3 separate regions of the Mus musculus genome follow, and all the other regions are linked to region 2. Evidence: chromatin contacts called from public promoter capture Hi-C data. All regions are on one chromosome and are shown on one strand. The core of a region is the stretch at or near the end of the contact, and the rest is flanking DNA. Distances in the headings are between cores, read along the strand shown. Region 1 overlaps Vps8 (VPS8 CORVET complex subunit). Region 2 holds the start of Senp2 (SUMO/sentrin specific peptidase 2). Region 3 overlaps Vps8 (VPS8 CORVET complex subunit).

Region 1 (2,700 bases), core at 99-2,598, 380 kb after region 2:
AGGGATCTGCAACCCTATAGGTGCAACAACATTATGAACTAACCAGTACCCTGGAGCTCTTGACTCTAGCTGCATATGTATCAAAAGATGGCCTAGTCGGCCATCACTGGAAAGAGAGGCCCATTGGACACACAAACTTTATATGCCCCAGTATAGGGGAACACCAGGGCCAAAAAGTGGGAGTGGGTAGGTAGGGGAGTGGGGGGGGAGGGTATGGGGGACTTTTGGGATAGCATTGGAAATGTAAATGAGGAAAATACCTAATTAAAAAAAAAAGAAAGAAAAAGAAAAAAAATGTCCTTGTAAGAGTTGCCTTGGTCATGGTGTCTCTTCATAGCAATGGAAACCATAACTAAGACATCACTCTTTTCTGATCTCTGGCTGGCTGATTCCACTCAGTTGTTCTGGCTCAAACTCCTCTCCAAGCTGACTGGTTCAATCTGGCTTCTCCTGAATTGCTCTGCTTGGCCTCATACTAACTTGGGCAACATGTTCTAATCTTCTGGCTCCTTTTCATTCGCTGGCTCATTCTGTCTTCACCTGTGTCTAGCTTGTGCAACCTGCCTCTGTACAACTGTCCTGGTAAAACTGCCTTTTCTCCTCACATCTCTCGTGCTGCTCTCTCTTTTTTAAGTAGCCTCTCTTTTCTCTCTGTTCTCATGAGAATTGGGCATATTCTATCTCTGACACATTCTGTCAAATCTTTCTCTGATTTGTCACTTTGCCTCTCAATTAGATGTCACTTTCAAACATGGCTGCTTCTCTCTACAAACTAATTCTCCTTCCATCATTTGGGATTAAAGATGTGTACTAAAGGCGTGTCTATACTCCAGCCAGTGGAATTAAATGTGTGTGCTAAGGCTGAGCCACACCACAACTAGAAACAGGTTTTCCCAGTAAAGAAGACAATGTCAGGGTCCACAGTGTGATCAGATATCCTGAGACAGGAAAGTAACTAAGACATCCACCAACTGCCAGTAGCTCCCTGGGCAGGGTTTCTATTGTTAATTAATTTTGTTATTTGACAATTTTATACAAGCACATAGTACATTCTGATGATTCTCTTCTGCACAACCCGCTTTTGTCTCCTTCCTGTTCCTATCACACCCTTCCCGTCTTTTCTAGTTCTTTCCCCAGGTTTATGACTTCTGGGTTGGTTTTGTTCAGCCAGGGCCATCGTGTGCTCACTGGGTTAGAAGTGGGGTCTGGTAGGAGCCTGGGAAGGGTACACAACTGAAGGCAATGATTCCCTCAGCCCTGAGCCATTAGTAACGAACAGTTCAGCAGAGAGAGGGAGGGCCTCTGTCCGTGTCACCACACCTGCTCTCTGCCCAAAAATCTGTTCAGCAGACATTTGCTAAAACCCACATCCTGACTCATTCTGAGCTGTCAATTCTACAGCTGCACTTTGTAGAGGTCTCGGGCAAGTTTGTCCTCTGTATTGACCAAACCATCAGTTTTATTTTATTTAACCAAGTTTGGAGAAAGTGTTATTTTTAAACAGAAGGAAAAAAAAATCACCAAACAAGGCCTGTGCCACTACTGAGGCCTGGGGCTAGAGATCTGTGCTAATCCCCTGCGTGGAAGTGAAACTGGCTTTAACAATCACTAACCTAGAAATCTTAGGTGAGTCACCTGCTCTATTTGAATAGAGTGGGTTGCTTTTTACTTTTGTCAATATGGGGATACTGATCAGAGCTTCCAATATAGAATGGCTAAGATGCTGGAAGGAAAACCATGCCCAGGACTCCAAGAGCTCTCACAGGGGCTGGTACTTAGAATACACAGAATGGCCCTCAGGCTCTGTGTACACAGTCTCTATCATGTGCCTTCATGTGACCCCAATCCTAATGTGAGCAAAGACCCAGAAAGAAAGGGAGCATTGAAGTTCAGTGCAGAGGCCACAGTGATGAGGCCACGGAACAAGAAGGTACATGCTATGTGGTAAAGTCTGAAACAAAGAGAATGGCACCTTGAAAATGGAGGCCATACAAAGCAGCCTGCTCGATAGCACTGAGCTCAGCCCGAGCAACTTTGGAATAAAATTCTGCCGAGCGGATGACTGAAAGGTGAGTGAAGGTGTTCTTACTCCTTCCTGATTCAACAATTTTCCAGAAATGCTCTGCAATGCAGAGAAACACAAAACAGGACTTCTGACAGCAGCCTCATCTTGACCTGGATTCTAGCTGAGTCGCTCTAGAGATATTTAGCTTCTCTTAGTTTGTGTTGTTGTCTGTGAAACTCTACTTTGCAGAGTTATTGCTAAACTTGCAGATCATATGGATCTGGTGCCCATTTGAGGTTTAATAAATGGTGGCAGTAGCTGTGACTGAGTGTCTTATCCTGGAAGTGTCTGGGAGAAAGAACAGTGGGCTGGGGTTGGGGCACATGAGCGCCCATCTGCTCACCAGCTTCCTGTGTGGCCTCTGGACTCAAGGTCCAATTTGTTTCAGAATATGGCTACAATGGGCCACATCCTACCATGCAGGGGATGTGGGCACCAAGAGACGATGAGCATTTAGGGTATGAGAGCTTCAAGCAACACAGTGAGTATTGTTTACTGAAGCCAATCATGGCTTCTAGTGTGAATCAAACACAAACCAGGGCAGCCAACTAAGGCCACAAAACAGCCCGGAAGGGAAGAAGAGTCAGTATAGAGATGCTGCACAGAGAAACTGACTTGCCAAATCAGAGTCACGA
Region 2 (2,700 bases), core at 74-2,573:
AAAAAACAAAAGAACAAAACAAAACAAAATAACCCACGAGCCCCCGAATGTAGTAAAGAACAGAAAGCAGCTAGAAGTCAAGGCTGGCCAGGACACATCCACACTCAGGTTTGGGTCGGCATACTGCTGACTCCGAGGGACTATGAATGAAAATGTGAGGCGATCACCAGTCCCTGTTCGATAAATATGCAGTTTCATTGTGCACCAGATCCAGTTGGGGGAGAATAAACTATTCTTACATAAGCATCAGTTTGAGAACTTTATAACATCTTAACCGATTCTTATCTGAACCCCATGGAACTGTAGAAGCCATGGGACTACATGCTACAGTTTAGCGAACAACCAGTTTCACCAATGACCTACATTCCTGGAGTCATCTATGAATCATTTTGATCTACTTCCCCTAATCCAATCTTTTGTCCACTTCTCTTGACCTGGAAACAAAAATAATCACCATCATCATAATAATAAGTGAAGTAGACATAGCAGAGGAAGGAAAGGGAGGGAGAATGTAAGAGTGGGAGACAGGGGGGAGTATAGAAGTTGTAGAATATTTTGTTTTCTAGATAAACCCTTAAAAGGGAAGACACTGTAAAGTAAATAAAGGAGTAGATGCTAAGTACTAATATTTGTCATTTCCTTCTAATTTTAACCGAATCTTACAAGAGTGCGGTACGTAAATACTTTCTGCCTCTTACAAGGATGTTAAAGAACAGGACCATTCCCTTCCCCTGCAGCCCAACACACACACCCCGACAGTTGCTGTCGAACAAGACAACTGCTGTTCCTCGGTGCGAAGACAACAGCACTCGCAGTCAAACGACTACGGGCAAACTCCTAACCTAGTGACTCGCTCCTGCGCTGTCCGCCCGCGACGACACCGGGCGACAGGAGCCGTATCCGGCGAGCAGCACATCGCCGGCCTCCCGTTCCCCTTCCGCTCGCAGCTAGAGGGACGGACTCTCCCCAGGCCTCCGCGGTCCCGTAGTCGCCGGTTCCCACAGGCCCGCGGCGCCCAACGCCAGCGCGGGGGAGGGGACCCGACCGGCGCGCGGCCACCTTACCTGCTGGAGCGCCGCCTCTTGAGTAGGGCGCGGGCCCCGGGCGCGGGCCGCTCACACAAGCGAAGAATGGTGCCGAGAACCTTAGCCAGCCATCTGTACATTCCAGGCCTGAGCAGCAGCGGCGGCCGACACACCCCGAGACGCGAACCCCAGAGCTGTCGCCGCCGCCGCCGCCGCCGCCGCCGCCGTCGCCGCTGCCGCTGCCGCTGCCGCTGCCGCCTTCGCCGCTTCAGCCGTAGCCAGGATCAGGCGCGGACTTGTGACGCCATCAGAGGGCCCACAGATTTAACGTTCCCCGGGCTAGGGGAGGACTCTCTAGAAGCCGTTGACGTCACCTTCTTCCGCCCAACGGGAAAGCGGCCTCCGGAGTCTGAGCATGCGCAGTCTGGGCCTGCTCCTTGTAAGCCTAGCAACAGGAAGCGGGACGGGGAGAGCGGGCTCTTGCGCGGGTCTGACTGGCAGACCGAAGGGCGGGGCTTTCTCTTTGGCAGAGCCAGTCAGGAGTCGATCTCGGGACAAGGCCCACAGACCCAAACCACGTGTATCGATGCTGGGCCGGGAGAGCTACCCAAGCAACCCGACAGTGGAGGGTTCTGTAAAAGAATGCGCAGGGTGGAAAATAGGTCAGGTTAGTTAATGAGTATGTAAGGGTTTGCGCTTTATTTTGTATATACATTGGTCTAATACTTTACCCGGATTGCCGTCATGTTTACAGCAACCGGACACAGTGGGGAATTTTAGGAATGTCATAAAAACCAAAGGTATATAGCAATTAAACCATGTGCCTAAGAAAATGGAGCTAACCACTAGCATTTGAGCCAGTCTAACTATTAGGGCTCATTCCGCACGCATACGTGCAAGTTTACTGGGAGAGACATTTTCATAGATACTTATAAATTAGAATACAAGGTCACCTGCTTATGTGATAAATGATTGTAATGCGCAATGGAACTAGAGAAAGTTAAACCAGATGCTGGGGAGTGAGTAGGGCAGACGGACACGACTTCTTAGGAAAAGCTTCCGAGAAACAGGGACTGAATGATTCCTGTGGCCTTTTCTAATCAGCTTGTCTCTTCCCCTCAGCTGTCAGGTAGCAATCAATTCTCATTATCCTCTCTGGGAATGTATACACTTTTCTTTTCTTCTCTTCTCTTCTCTTCTCTTCTCTTCTCTTCTCTTCTCTTCTCTTCTTTCTTTCTTCCTTTTTGTTGTTTTGTTGTTGTTGTTGTTGTTGTTTTTTGAGACAGAGTTTCTCTGTATAGCCCTGACTGTCCTGGAACTCACTTTGTAGACCAGGCTGGCCTCGAACTCAGAAATCTGCCTGCCTCTGCCTCCCGAGTGCTGGGATTAAAGGAAAACCATTAGAAATAAATGTCTAAATAATATCTCCTATGGACTTAAGCATAATGTCTGGGAGTGCAGTCCCTTGAAGTATTAAAAACAGTCTCAAAGCCGGGCGGTGGTGGCACATGACTTTAATCCCAGCACTTGGGAGGCAGAGGCAGGCAGATTTCTGAGTTCAAGGGCCAGCCTGGTCTACAGACTGAGTTCCAGGACAGTCAGGGCTACACAGAGAAACCCTGTCTCAAAAAACAAAAACCCAAAAAACAAAAACAAAAACAGTCACTGCTGGGCA
Region 3 (2,722 bases), core at 99-2,598, 470 kb after region 2:
CCACGTCGGTCAAAGCTAAGATTCCCACATGAGTCTCCTTGAGCTTCCTGCTCCTGGCTACTCTTCTTATTGAAGCTCTCCTTTTTGGGATCACTCAACACTTCTGCCTGCACTGCTTGGTTTTTATTATCAGTTTGACCAAAACTGGAGACACCAGGAAAGAGGGACACTCAACTGAGGAACTACCTAGATCACACTAATAATCTGCAGGCCTGACGGTGGGGCATTTTTTAAATCGATGCCTGATGTGAGAGACTCCAGTCCATCGTGGGTGGCATGGTACCTAGACTGGAGAGCCTGGGCTGTATAAGAAAGCTAGCTAAGGGGCTAAAGAGATGGCTCAGCAGTTAAAAGCACCGGCTGCTCTTCCAGGAGACTTGCTTTTAATTCCAAGCACCCACATGACAGCTCCCAGCCATCTATAAATCCAGTCCTAAAGGACCTGATGCCCTCTTCTGGCCTCCTCAGACACTGCACATACACAAAAAATAGGTACAAATAAAATCTCAGAAAAAGGAAGGAAGGAAGGAAGGAAGGAAGGAAGGAAGGAAGGAAGGAAGGAAGGAAGGAAGGAAGGAAGGAAGGAAACAAGTAAGCTGAGCATAAACCAAAGCCCAGCAGCCACTAGCCAGCATTCCTCCATGGTTTCTGTTCACTTCCTATTTCCACATTCCTGCCTTCAACTCCTGCCCTGCATTCCCTTAGTGGTGAATTATGTGCGAGAGTAAATAAGCCCTTTCCTCTCCAGCTGCTTTGGTTGTGTTGTTTACTACAGAAGTAGGAAGCAACTAGAACTGAGCCTTTCAGTTTCTGCCTTTCTCTGTGGGAACACCCTGCCCAAACATAGCTAAAACATAGATAAAAGCAAAGACGAAGTCTGGAGCAGAAAGCACAGTATACCAACCCCGCAGCAATGCATTCCAGTGAGACTGCGTGACATACAATAACAAAGACTCCAAAAGAGTGACCGTAAGAACAGTCAATGAAATCCAACAACACAAATTCTTGAGTGAATTAAAAAAAAAAAGCAATACAAATAAAGAGGGGAATGAAACAGAGAAGATGATACAAGATATGAATGAGGAATCCAATGGTAATGAATACTGAAATCAAATAAAAACTTTACAAACAAAAAGCTCAACAAACCAAATTAAAAACTGAGTAGAAAGCCTCACAAAAGGATCAAGTAAGAAGACCATCGCAGGCCCTGAAGATGGGGATGATTTAAAACATTCAGACAGCAACACAAATAAAGTAACAAAGTGGGAATAGAGCATGATAGAGCTACAGGACACCATTAAAAACCTGCAGACCATAGCATAAATGTAAAGACAAAGACAAAGACAAAGGAAGCAAGCAGTTGGTATCCACTGAAGCGTGAGAACCTGATCATGGGTGCCTAGCACACACATAAAAGCCAGGCACAGCAGCTTCTCCAACCCCAGAGCATGGGTTGACACAAATACAGACAGATCCTGGGAGTCTCTTATATTACAGTCTAGCCAACTGGCAAGCTTTAGGTTTGTGGTGGTTTGAATAGGCTTGGTCCAGGGAGTGGCACTATTTAGAGGAGTGGCCTTGTTGGAGGAAGTCATTGTGTCATTGTGGGAGTAACCTTGTGGGAGCCAGTCTTCTCCTAGTGACTCAGATGACAATGTAGAACTCTCAGCTCCTCCTGCACCATAACCACCTTGATGATAATGGACTGAATCGCTGAAGCTGCAAGCCAGCCCCAATTAAATGTTGTCCTTATAAGAGTTACCTTGGTTGTGGTGTCTGTTCACAGCAGTAACTAAGACAAGGTACAATGAGAAATTCTGTCTCAAAAAAGCAAGGTGGAGGGAGACTGAGAAAAACACACCCAGATGGACCTCTGGACTACATAACTGTGAGTGCACGGCACACACACACACACACACACACAGAGAGAGAGAGAGAGAGAGAGAGAGAGAGAGAGAGAGAGAGAGAGAGAGAGAGATTGAGATTCAATAGTTATAGCAGGGGGCGCTAGAGAGATGCTCTTGAAGAAAACTGCACTGAGCTCCCAGGAACCACATGTAACTCCAGTTCCAGGGTACCTAATGCCTTCTTCTGACCTCTGTGAAAACTAGGCATGCATGCGGAACACTATATGCATGCAAGCAAAATGTTCATATACATAAAATAAATCTTTAAGAAATATATTTAATCATAGTAGAATTTTCTGAAATCCAGGGACAAAGATAGCCATCCACATACAGAAAACATTCAGAATGCTAAACAGGTAAAACCAGAGGACTTCACCAAATTATACTGTAATGTTCTGTACAAAAAAAATACTGGAAAATCAGGAGGTGAGTACAAAGTCATACATAAAGGCAAAGCCATCCCAATGCTGCAGAAACACTAAAATCCAAGAGGACAGTGAATGATGTGTTCCATGTTCTGAAGCAATAACTGCCAGCCTACATTACTATTTCCAGAACAGCTCTCCCTTAAAACTGAACGCTGATCTTAATTGTCAACCTGACGTGCCTGGGAAGAAGAGGAAACCGCAGTTGAAGAACTGTCTTCATCAGCTTGTCCCAAGGACATGTTTAAGGGGCCATTTTCTTAATTGCTGATTGATATAGGAGGGTCCAGCCCACTGTGGAAGGTGCCACCCATTGGAGGTGTGCCTGGGCTGCAGGCCAGTGGAAGCAAGCTGGTAAGCCTGTTGCTATGCAGTATCTGGTTCCATTCC

What was found. Promoter capture Hi-C pulls out the DNA fragments that hold promoters and counts their contacts.
Region 1: a promoter capture Hi-C map of pre-B cells shows a contact between it and region 2, with 2.0 times the contacts expected there. The contact joins the enhancer-like site here to the promoter of Senp2 in region 2. A contact is called at or near these places in 1 of 39 promoter capture datasets (pre-B cells), 2 of 115 datasets of contacts at active chromatin or transcription factors (microglia and pancreatic cancer cells) and 3 of 9 other capture datasets (embryonic stem cells, macrophages and pancreatic islet).
Region 3: a contact with region 2 is called in a promoter capture Hi-C map of pre-B cells, with 2.5 times the contacts expected there. The contact joins the enhancer-like site here to the promoter of Senp2 in region 2. A contact is called at or near these places in 5 of 39 promoter capture datasets (the C10 cell line, cranial neural crest, embryonic stem cells and 2 more), 4 of 115 datasets of contacts at active chromatin or transcription factors (the SCID.adh cell line, T-cell acute lymphoblastic leukemia, embryonic stem cells and 1 more) and 2 of 9 other capture datasets (adipose tissue and embryonic stem cells).

The regions. Positions count from the first base shown.
Region 1 is chr16:21,630,784-21,633,483 of GRCm38.p6, reverse strand. All of the region lies in intron 45 of Vps8 (VPS8 CORVET complex subunit), which reads right to left. Among named protein-coding and RNA genes, the nearest start is that of 2510009E07Rik, 63 kb to the left of the region's middle. Within about 2 kb of position 1,348, at least 46 of the 459 cell types and tissues checked have an H3K27ac peak or open chromatin away from gene starts, as enhancers often do. A contact at or near this core is called in pancreatic cancer cells and pre-B cells, where this site is marked.
Region 2 is chr16:22,008,107-22,010,806 of GRCm38.p6, reverse strand. It overlaps Senp2 (SUMO/sentrin specific peptidase 2), which reads right to left and starts at 1,323. Exons shown (of 17, transcript NM_029457.3): 1 at 1,065-1,323. The coding sequence starts at 1,165.
Region 3 is chr16:21,536,812-21,539,533 of GRCm38.p6, reverse strand. All of the region lies in intron 33 of Vps8 (VPS8 CORVET complex subunit), which reads right to left. Among named protein-coding and RNA genes, the nearest start is that of Vps8, 120 kb to the right of the region's middle. Within about 2 kb of position 1,348, at least 13 of the 459 cell types and tissues checked have an H3K27ac peak or open chromatin away from gene starts, as enhancers often do. A contact at or near this core is called in pre-B cells, where this site is marked.